Linked DNA regions of Mus musculus: region 2 is linked to region 1. A link is a contact called in public promoter capture Hi-C data. All regions are on one chromosome and are shown on one strand. The core of a region is the stretch at or near the end of the contact, and the rest is flanking DNA. Distances in the headings are between cores, read along the strand shown.

Region 1 (4,971 bases), core at 1,343-3,842:
TGTTATCTGCCATTAGATCTCCTTTTCCTAGCTGGACTGCCTGGTGGTGTCTCAGTGGGAGAGTATGCACTTAGTCCTGCTGGGACTTGATGTCCCAGGGCTGGCTGGTACCAAAGGAGGCTTCCTCTTCTCTGAGGGTGGAACTGGGAAGAGAGGAAGGGTTGTGACTGGCATGAATAAATAAATTAACTAATAAAAAAAAAACAGAAAAAGAAAGGATTCAAACTTTCTTGTGTCCGGTACATGACTGTATAGAACCATGTTATATTCAGAAAAAGGCTGATGTTGTATCTGCCTTTGTGTTTCCTTGGACAATGGTGTTTCTCTGGGCAATTTCTGGACAGTAAGGCAATGATGTGGAAACTCGTCCTTCAGTTAGAGTTCTCACTGGTGAGAATTACAAGCTCTACAAGTTAATGGGTGGAGCTCCTCTCTCAGAAGTCTGGATAGGAAGAATTCCCTACAGCTAAAGACACAGCTCTCTTTTAGTAGAAGGCACACCCTGTTGAATCTGGACAATGACAAGTGTCGCTGTGGTTGGTGGCCAGCTGAGCAGGGCCTTTCCCACTACATTCCAAAAGCTCCATGGCTCAAGAGAAAATAGCCCAGGCCGTCTGCTTTCTTCCCTTTCTCCACAGCGTCTGCACAGTGCCAAGTGGGTCATGAGGGAGACACTCAAAGAAATGGCTAAGAACAGAAGAGAGACAGTAGTAATCCATGGCCACTAAAAAGGTGCATTGACCAAACAAAGGAGAAAATAGAGGTGGCTGTAAAGAAAACCACCTAAGAAAAGCAAGAGAAAGTGCTGGAGCTCATGGTCAAGTCTGGCTGAGGCCTGGGAAGTGCCCGACAGTGCGGAAGGGAAGTGTGGAATTACCCAAATGCATGTACCCAGAGGCAACGGCAAAGGCATATGGTTCATTGGAGTTTCAGATCCATCTCGAGTCTATCCTTGAACTCCCATTATTACAGCATTTCCCACATGTTGGGTCATTATTCCTGATGATTTCAGGGAGGTCTCATTGTGCTCCAGGTGTCTTAGTTAGGGTTTTGTTACTGTGAACAGACACCATGACCAACGCAACTCTTATAAAGGACAACATTTAAATGGGGCTGGCTTGCAGGTTCAGATGTTCAGTCCACTATCATGAAGGTGGGAGTATGGTAGCATCTAGGCAGGCATGGTACAGGCAGAGCTGAGAATTCTACATCTTCATCTGAAGGCTGCTAGCAGAATACTGACTTCCAGGGAGATAGGATGAGGGTCTTAAAGCCCACACCCAAAGTGACACACCCACTCCAAAAAGGCCACACCTACTTGAACAGGGCCACACCTTCTAATAGTGCCACTTTCTAGGCTGAGCATATACAAATCCTCACAGCAGGTCCATCTGAAATAGATCCATTATGTCTTTTAAAAAGCAACATAAAAGAGAGGGTTGTGAAAGCTTTAACACTTAAGTGTCTGCCCCGTGCCCTGACTCCAGACATGCCTAGTTCATCCAGCGTTACTGCAATGAAGTGCATTCGTGTCCTAGCCTTGAGTCTGACAACTGCTATTCCACAGAGTTCACACTTAACTTTGTTCTATGGGAGAAATTTACCTCAGTCAAACTAACAGATGGGAATCAAATTGATGTTCCCACCTGAAGGATAACCTGAGGACACACTACATGATGGTTCTCAGGCCTGACCAAGCCCCACCTCCTCCCTAGCTCAGAAAGATGATTCCGAGGGGCCTGTAAGAAAGCATCAGACATGGATACTTCACTAGTCTGGTCTGTATGTAGATGTTCCTTAACACAACACGAGGTTACATTCCAATCACAGAATCACCCTGACATGAATATTTGTGAATTTAAAATGCACCAAGACATTTAACCAAACAAAGATGACAGCTTAGTCTGTTGTATGTTACCAGACATCTGGACAGTCACTTAAGACAAAGCTTTTTTTCTTTCTTTCCCAAAACACCTGTTGTAATTCATTTCGGTTTTGCCAAAAAAAAAAAAAAAAACAAAAAAAAAAAAAACCTCCATATAGTAGAAGGCATAGCAAGCTAACCCGTAGGGGACATGAAAAAGGGAGAAGCCAGACTTTCATATGTGCTGCTGCACAGCAAGATAAATGATGGTGACTGTGGCATACATCTCAAAAAAGAAGTGTTAACAGTTTGAAGAGATAGCTATGTTAACCCAGTCTGCATCATATATCACATGAGGTATCCAATGCACAGAAACAACCCATTACCTTTTTAATATGTACAGTATTACTATCATGCACGAGTTGCGCGTTTTTTAAGGTAAAAACGTCTCGTTGGTGTCAACCTCTTGGAATAAGCCAGTGGCAGGAGCTGGCACATTTCTGTTGCAGCATTCTGTATTTCCCAATAGAAGTCAGTATTTAGAGAATCAGCGACTTGTTTTCATCCGCCGCCCATCTGGCAGGGAAGACTATGGACTTGTTCCCCACAGATTCCGTTTTCTTTCCAGGAAAAGCAGAAGCTTCTCAGAAAGTCAGCACAAGCCTGTGTGTGCAGTTTCAGTTTCAGTTCTCCATCCCCACAACTAAGTGCAGGCAATATCCGGTTTCACTCTGGAGTTTAAGAATAGAGAGCTTTCAGGAGGAATCGGGGCGGGCGCAGCAGCAAGCCTAAAGGTGCTGAATCCAGGTAGCAGAGAATCCGGTGCAGGCTGGTGAGTTCCCTGAGACTCCATACCCAATGTACACATCTCCTAAGGAGCTTCAGGGAGGTCCCGAGGTCCCAGGCCATAAACTCCACATTTGGTGCAAGATGACACCGGAGGGTGGACGACCGCGATCAGAGACGGCTTGGTGGCCTCAGGGTGGGTGGACAGCGTTGCTCAGTGTGGGAAGTGCGACCACTCTCGAGCAGCCACCACAGCCAGGCATGGTGGGGGATGGGGTGGGGTGGTGAGCGGTTCCTACGGGAATATCAGCCCAGGGCTACCCACTCCCGCAGGCTACCCATTCCCCTGCATTGTTTCCAAGTAAGAGGGCATAACCCCAGAATCCTCATCTACCATAGTCCTCAGGTACTCCCGCCGCTGTGAGCTCAGCTCGGCTTGAAGAAACAGAAAACATAGCCTTCCCTTGTTGAGTCAGACAGAATTTCCAATTGCGCCCGCCCCGTGCACCGCTGTGCTACCAGTGCACTCTCGCGCTCTGCAATGGGGTACTCAGTCAAAAGTTAGAAACAGCAGGAAAGCCTGAACCCCTTCATGTATTGTGAACTGTTTCAAAGTCGTCCATCTAAGGTTTCAGACCAGTTTTGGAGCTTGTGAAAAATCTCCGGAGGAGGCAGTTTTTTACTGTCTTCCCTGTGGCTCGAGCCACCTTTGGAGACCATGGATAATTTACATGACCAATCGCAGCTATGTAGTTCTACTTATTTACTGTGAATTTTAAGCTTCTTAGTTGGGACAGTAACCCAGACCTGCACGAGAGCAGAGAGAAGAGAAATAACATGCCTATCAATATTTTCCTAATATAGATAGAACTGGTCATTAAGGTACTGTTGTCTTTCACAGAATTAAGGTGAGCTTACGTTTCCCATTCGACACCTACTCTAAATTGATGCTAAGTAAAGAAACACCTACAGTTTTTAAGATGCCACCAGAGGACAAACAGCACCCAGAGTGCCCCTTATACATTATATCATGACATGCCACTAATCAATTGAGAGTTGGTATTTCCCAATTAGGATATTTATCAGTGTAGAAAAGGTGAATTGCGGAAGTTGGTTCTATCAGGGAAGTTTTGGTAATAGGATCTGGTGTTTATTCCCTGATCCACTGGGCAGTTTATAGTCTTCCTGAGCATTCATTTAGCATGTGTGCATGACCTCCAAGACAAGTGAAAAGGAGGCACAATAGCCTTCAATACTTATGGTTGTTTTAAGAGAGAATGCACCATCAGAGATTTGCCCACAGAAGTATTTATTCACGAGGATGTATTTTCAGGGAAATTAGCCACTGGAAAAGAATCATATCCATGTGTCATCTTCAACAGCATGGGCATGAAGCAGGTGGGAGATGATAATTTGCCAGTGTAAGGTCACGTGCTTGTCACTTATCTATGTACAGAAAGTAAGCTGAAGGTCCTGGGGCTGATCTCAGTTGGTAGAGCGCTTGTCTAGCACTTGTGAAGCTCTGGCTTCAGTCCTCAGCATCATATAAACTGGGCACTGCAATACTCATTCCTGATCCTGGCACTCAGGCTGTGGAAGCAGCGGAACCAGTAGGTTTTGTTTTTTATTTATTTATTTATTTTTAATTTAATTTCTTTCAATTTATTCACTTTACATCCCATTCACTGCCTCACTCCCGGTCATGCCTTCCCACAATCCTTCCTCCATCCCCTTCTCCTCTGAGCAGGTGGGCCCCCCCCCTGGGTATCACCTCAACCCTGCATGTCACATCTCTGTGAGGCTAGGCACTTCCTCTCCCTCTGAGGCCAGACAAGGCAGCTCAGCTAGAGTAACATATCCCACGTACAGGCAACAGCTTTTGGGATAGTCTTCATTCTGGTTGTTTCAGACCCACATGAAGACCAAGCCACACATCTGCTACATATGTGTGGGGAGGCCTAGGTCCAGCTTGTGTATGTTCTTTTGTTGGTGTTTCAGACTCTGCAAGCCCCAAGGGTTCAGGTTAGTTGACTCTGTTGGTCGTCCTTTGGGGCCTACAATTCTTGCTCCTATTCTTCCATAAGAATGCCCAAGTTCCATCCACTATTTGTCTATGGGTGTCTACATTTGTCTGAGTCAGCTGCTGGGTGGAGCCTCTCAGAGGGCAACTTGCTCCTGTCTGCAAGCATAACAGAATATCATTAATAGTGTCAGGGATTAGTGCTTGCCCATGGAATGGGTCTCAAGTTGGGTTGGTTATTGGTTGGCCATTCCCTCCCTCTCTGCTCCATCCTCTGTGCCTACATTCCTTAAAGACAGGG
Region 2 (4,558 bases), core at 360-2,859, 2.0 Mb after region 1:
TTGGAAATATCTACTATATATAAAATTTAAATTCTTTTCTGGTACTTCTTTTCTTGAAAATTAATCCGCACCCCCAAGCTGCATCTAGCTGTTCCTCAAGGTAACTTTAAATCGTGTTTAAGAAACAGGCAAGGTCAAAGTGTATGCAAAAGCTGTTTCCCATATTCAAATTACATTCTCTGAGCTGATTTTCAAGTGTCACATACATTTTTAAATCAAAACGCGTCAATGATTAAGTCCCTGTCTCCAGAGCACTTCCAAATACCAAAGTTCTCCACTATCCGGAAGCACCCGACTATCCGCGCTTTCGACTGCTGTTGCACAAGTTCGCACTCCAATTTTGTGTTTCAAGCACCCTTTTCCATTCGGGCACTGAGAGAGACGCTTTAAGAGACCCATATGGTTCACTCTCCCCACTCTTTTCCTTTCACAAGGTAAACCCTGCAATTCCAAACCCTCAACGTTCCCCTCTTGTACATGCAATCAGCCTAAACTTACGACCCCACTCTGAAGCCCAAATCAACCAGTTTAGCGTCACTCATAAAGAACTTCAGTCCCCCAGATGTCTCCTTTTCGTGCCATCATCGGCTCCGCTGTCCCACACCGCCAGCCTACCAAAGCTGTCAGTTCTAAGGTCCCTTACTGCCCTAGGCTCAGGCATGCCTGCCACTCACTACGGTGAGCCGCTTTCACTCCCCATCATTCCCGGAGTCTCCTTCCATTTCTACCCATCTCCCCGCGACGAATCTCCCCACGACCACCATCCCCAAAGGATCCTGTGCCCAGGTGCCCCTAATTCAAATTCCAGTCCCCATCTCTGCACATGACTGGGGCTTTGCAGAACGATTTGGAAGAGAAGAGAGAGGGAGCGTTTGTGTCCTCCAGCAGCACCAGCTCCAGGCAGACCTGGGTCCCCTCTCTCAGTGAAGGGCCGACGGGGCAGCCCTCTGGCCAGAGACCTCGCGCGTGCAGCTCATCAGCCCAGCTTCCCTCCCCGGTGGCGGGAGCTCGACGTGCCCGGGTCCCAGCTCTCGAGGTTCTCCGAGGCCCCCTGAGGAAGCCCACTTGCTATAGCCGGCAATGCCCACCCGCCAGCCCGGCCCCGGCGCACCGCTCGGCTGCCTCACCTAGCTTCGCCCGGGACTCCTCCAGCTTCTGGATCTGGTTCTCCAAGAAGAGCATCGCCACCGCGAAGGCCACCACCGCCAGCAGCTGCAACTTGGGCGGCATCATAATCCTGAGGAGCCCCATGAAACCCGCCGCTCGCGATCAAGACATACCGCGGGGGGCGGGGAGCGGGGCCCCGAGGGCGACCGAAGCGCCGGGAGGAGACCCCGACCCGGGAGCTGCGCGGACTGCCGCGCCGCAGCGACCCCCTCCTCCTCTCCGGTCTCCCGCCCGCGGGAGCCAGCGCCGGCCGCCTGGTGCACGCTTCTCCCCGGCCCACTCGACGGCCCTGGCGCCCTCCTGCCGCTGCCGCTGCCGCTGCCCCCTGGCTTCGGGACCCCACGGCCGCACGCCCTCTTCCCTCGCTTCCTCCCTTCCCTCCCTCGGTCGCTCGCGGCCGCGCGCTCCTCCGGTGGCGATGCGGCTGCGGCTGCGCCGCCCTCGGCCCGCCCCCTCCCCTCCCCCTCGGCCACCACGCGCACGCCTTGACGCACGCTGCCCGGCAACCAGAGGCTCCACCCCCATCCTCCGGTACAGTGGTGTTCATTGGTCCGAAGAGAGGCCGCTTCTCGCCCTTTCGGTTCGATTTACGGTTGGGTTCCTTGTCACGGGACTCAAGCAAGGCGTTGTCCGATTGGGTAAACTTGGAGGAGGCGGGGCTACTGATGGCCGAGCTGGGGCTTCGTGGATAGCCGATTGAATGTCGTGAATAAGAAGCCCCGGTGTGGGGAGTTTAGGAAAATGCCTAATTTGAATCTCTAAAAGAACCTGAGGACTGTTTAACAATCGATCACTTACAGGCTCCCATGGTCGCCTAACTAACACTCGTCTTTGTGGGATAATAGGCTTGTAGCAGTGGCCTTTCGCGGCGGGTTTCGCGTCAGGCAGTGCAGTGGACGTCCCCGGCACAGGGGTCCTCAGACCCCTGAAGATTGACGGCAGACCGCAGGGATGGCGGCAGGGCAGGGTGGGTGGCTGCGGCCCGCTCTGGGGCTGCGCTTGCTGCTGGCGACTGCGTTTCAAGCGGTGAGTGTGGACCGCCTCTGGGGCTGCCTCAAGGCTGGTCGGAGAGCGCGGATGTGGAAGGGCAAACCCGGGGCCACGCTTGGGAGCCGCCCGTGGAACGGGCTGCCTTAGCGGCCGCTTCCATCCGGAATGAAACGTGGCAGAATTCCAGCCGGAGCTCTAGAGACGATGGTTTCCTCGCTTCAGGCAGCTAGGATCGGTTTTTCAGAGCACAGAGGGTACATAGTCAGTAATGCTTAGAAAGGAGGGACGTTTCTTTGAGTGAGACACAAGTGAATGAAACTACCGCTGCTTACAAACTCCCAAACCTTAAAGGGTTTTGGTCCAGACAAGCGGTTTTCCTCGTTAACCAGACGACACGGGTTCTAAATCTCTGAAAGGAGTTAACCTGGTTTTGACTTACTTAGCTACTCATGAAGCAACTGTATTTTTGGTAAATTCCTCTATGGGAGTTTTCCACCCATATTTACATGTCTTTGTACTTAGGATACTTAAGTGATTTGTCCAAGATTTTGGAAAGTTAAAATTATACCGTAGGTCTCTAAATACTCTGTTCTTCATAGGTCTTATAGTTCACAAACGTTGTCTCTGCTTTTCTTACTTTGTCCAAAGAGTGGATTCTTAGCGTCTTACATTGCAATACAATGTTGTTTTGAAACATCTGGTACTTCAGAAAACACTTAGGGAACATCCCTTTAAACTTTTATACTGGAAACATAAGTAAATTGTTGGCTTTTCCCTCCCATTGTAGTCGTTTGAATGTGTTACCACTACCAAAAGTAACAAAGGAGTAATGTTTTCAAACTATCTTCAAAATCTCAGTAGGCTATGGCTTTGTAAATACCTGCCCCCACCCCCTTGCCAATCAATGTTTTTAAACAATTTAACCATCCTTTATGTTAGTGAAGCAGTTCCCTCATGGATGCACTGTTTGAGCTAGTTGGTGAATTTAACTAAAAACCCAAAGCTACTGTAGTTCTAGTCAGTGCCATTAACAGGGACCGCTCAGTTCTGCTGCTAACTCATCTCCCAGTAAATGACTGACTTCTTTTTCACAGCCGTCTCAGGACAATACTCCAAAAGAGCAGAAGCCTCTTAAGACCTTGCCATGGAGATCACAGATTCCCTCCTGGGAGACAAGGCTAAAAACAGAAAGCCAGATCCTCCCACTGTGTAAATAGATCCAAACTCCATCACATTAGACTTGTCAGAGTAAGTCCCCAGACCACGCCACAGGTGAACAACTCTTCCCAACTCCACAGCCGAATGGGAAGAGTGACAGAATTGCATTGCAAAGAAATGTCAGTACATGCTAGGACTAGAGTAGGAAGAACTTATGGCTACCTGTATGCCATGGTGGTTGTCCACCCAATCTTAACTTCAAACTCAGATGTCTTGTTGACTCCTTCCTATGTACTGCATATACTGGCAATTACCTAGCCTTTCTTATTCTTACTTCCAAAATATACCTGAAAACCAGTTCAATACTATGAGACCTTTCTTCTTGAAAATAACAGCCCACTGGCTTTTCTTCGAATTGCCTCTTTCTGCATTGAGACTCTTACGTAAAAATTGCCTTTATCAACTTCCTTATTGCCCAAGCTAGACATGTGTTCTATGCACATTTGGGTTGAGTTTGGTTATTCAGGCCAGTATATTGGCTTGCCTATGATCCATTAACTGGCTTCCACATCTAATTCTTTCTCATTCTGCCCTTACCATCTAGAGCAACATCTCTGAAATCTAAAGCTGTTGTGCTTAAACACTCCCACTTGCTTTTAAGGTAGAGTTTGTCTTTAAAGTTGTCTACCAGGCTTATTTCCCGGTGTTTGCTTGTTCTACTGAGAGAACAAACAGGCTGGGTTGTGCAGGAGACACTTGCTCTAGTGAATTTCACTTACTTCGTTCTCTCAGAAGCTGTCTCTCCTACACCCATAAAAATGATTGTCGTCTAGTTACCATCTGAACCTCCTTCCATCATGTGGGTTCTAAGGATCAAACTCAGGTCCTTGGCTTGGCGACAAGCATCTTTACCCCCTGAGACATCTTGCCACCCCTCAGCCTTCAGTTTTCAGCTAAGAATTTATCTCCTCCAGGAAATCAGCATCAGTGGTGGTCAGTACCTGATCTCTCAGGTACCTTTCAATTGTCTATTGTTTCTTGAGACTTCCTTTTCCCAGTGTGCTGACTGGATCTCACCTTAGAGAAGTGCCTGCTTCTGGTTACCTTTTGTCTGTACTGACGTACATGGAGGGGAAGACAGTACCTTGTCATGTAAGTGGAATGTTTCCTGAGTGAACTGGGGCATCTACAAGCAAAGGTCGGATATCCTGGACAGATGGAGCCTACTTGTAAGTCATTATTG

Evidence for each region. Promoter capture Hi-C pulls out the DNA fragments that hold promoters and counts their contacts.
Region 2: a promoter capture Hi-C map of liver shows a contact between it and region 1, with 2.7 times the contacts expected there. The contact joins the promoter of Hs2st1 here to the promoter of Gbp7 in region 1. A contact is called at or near these places in 4 of 39 promoter capture datasets (the C10 cell line, liver, neutrophils and 1 more).

What each region holds. Positions count from the first base shown.
Region 1 is chr3:142,527,744-142,532,714 of GRCm38.p6, forward strand. Gbp7 (guanylate binding protein 7) reads left to right here and starts at 2,593. Exons shown (of 11, transcript NM_001083312.2): 1 at 2,593-2,696.
Region 2 is chr3:144,568,607-144,573,164 of GRCm38.p6, forward strand. Hs2st1 (heparan sulfate 2-O-sulfotransferase 1) reads right to left here and starts at 1,610. Exons shown (of 7, transcript NM_011828.4): 1 at 1,128-1,610. The coding sequence starts at 1,251. Selenof (selenoprotein F) reads left to right here and starts at 1,821. Exons shown (of 5, transcript NM_053102.2): 1 at 1,821-2,193. The coding sequence starts at 2,119.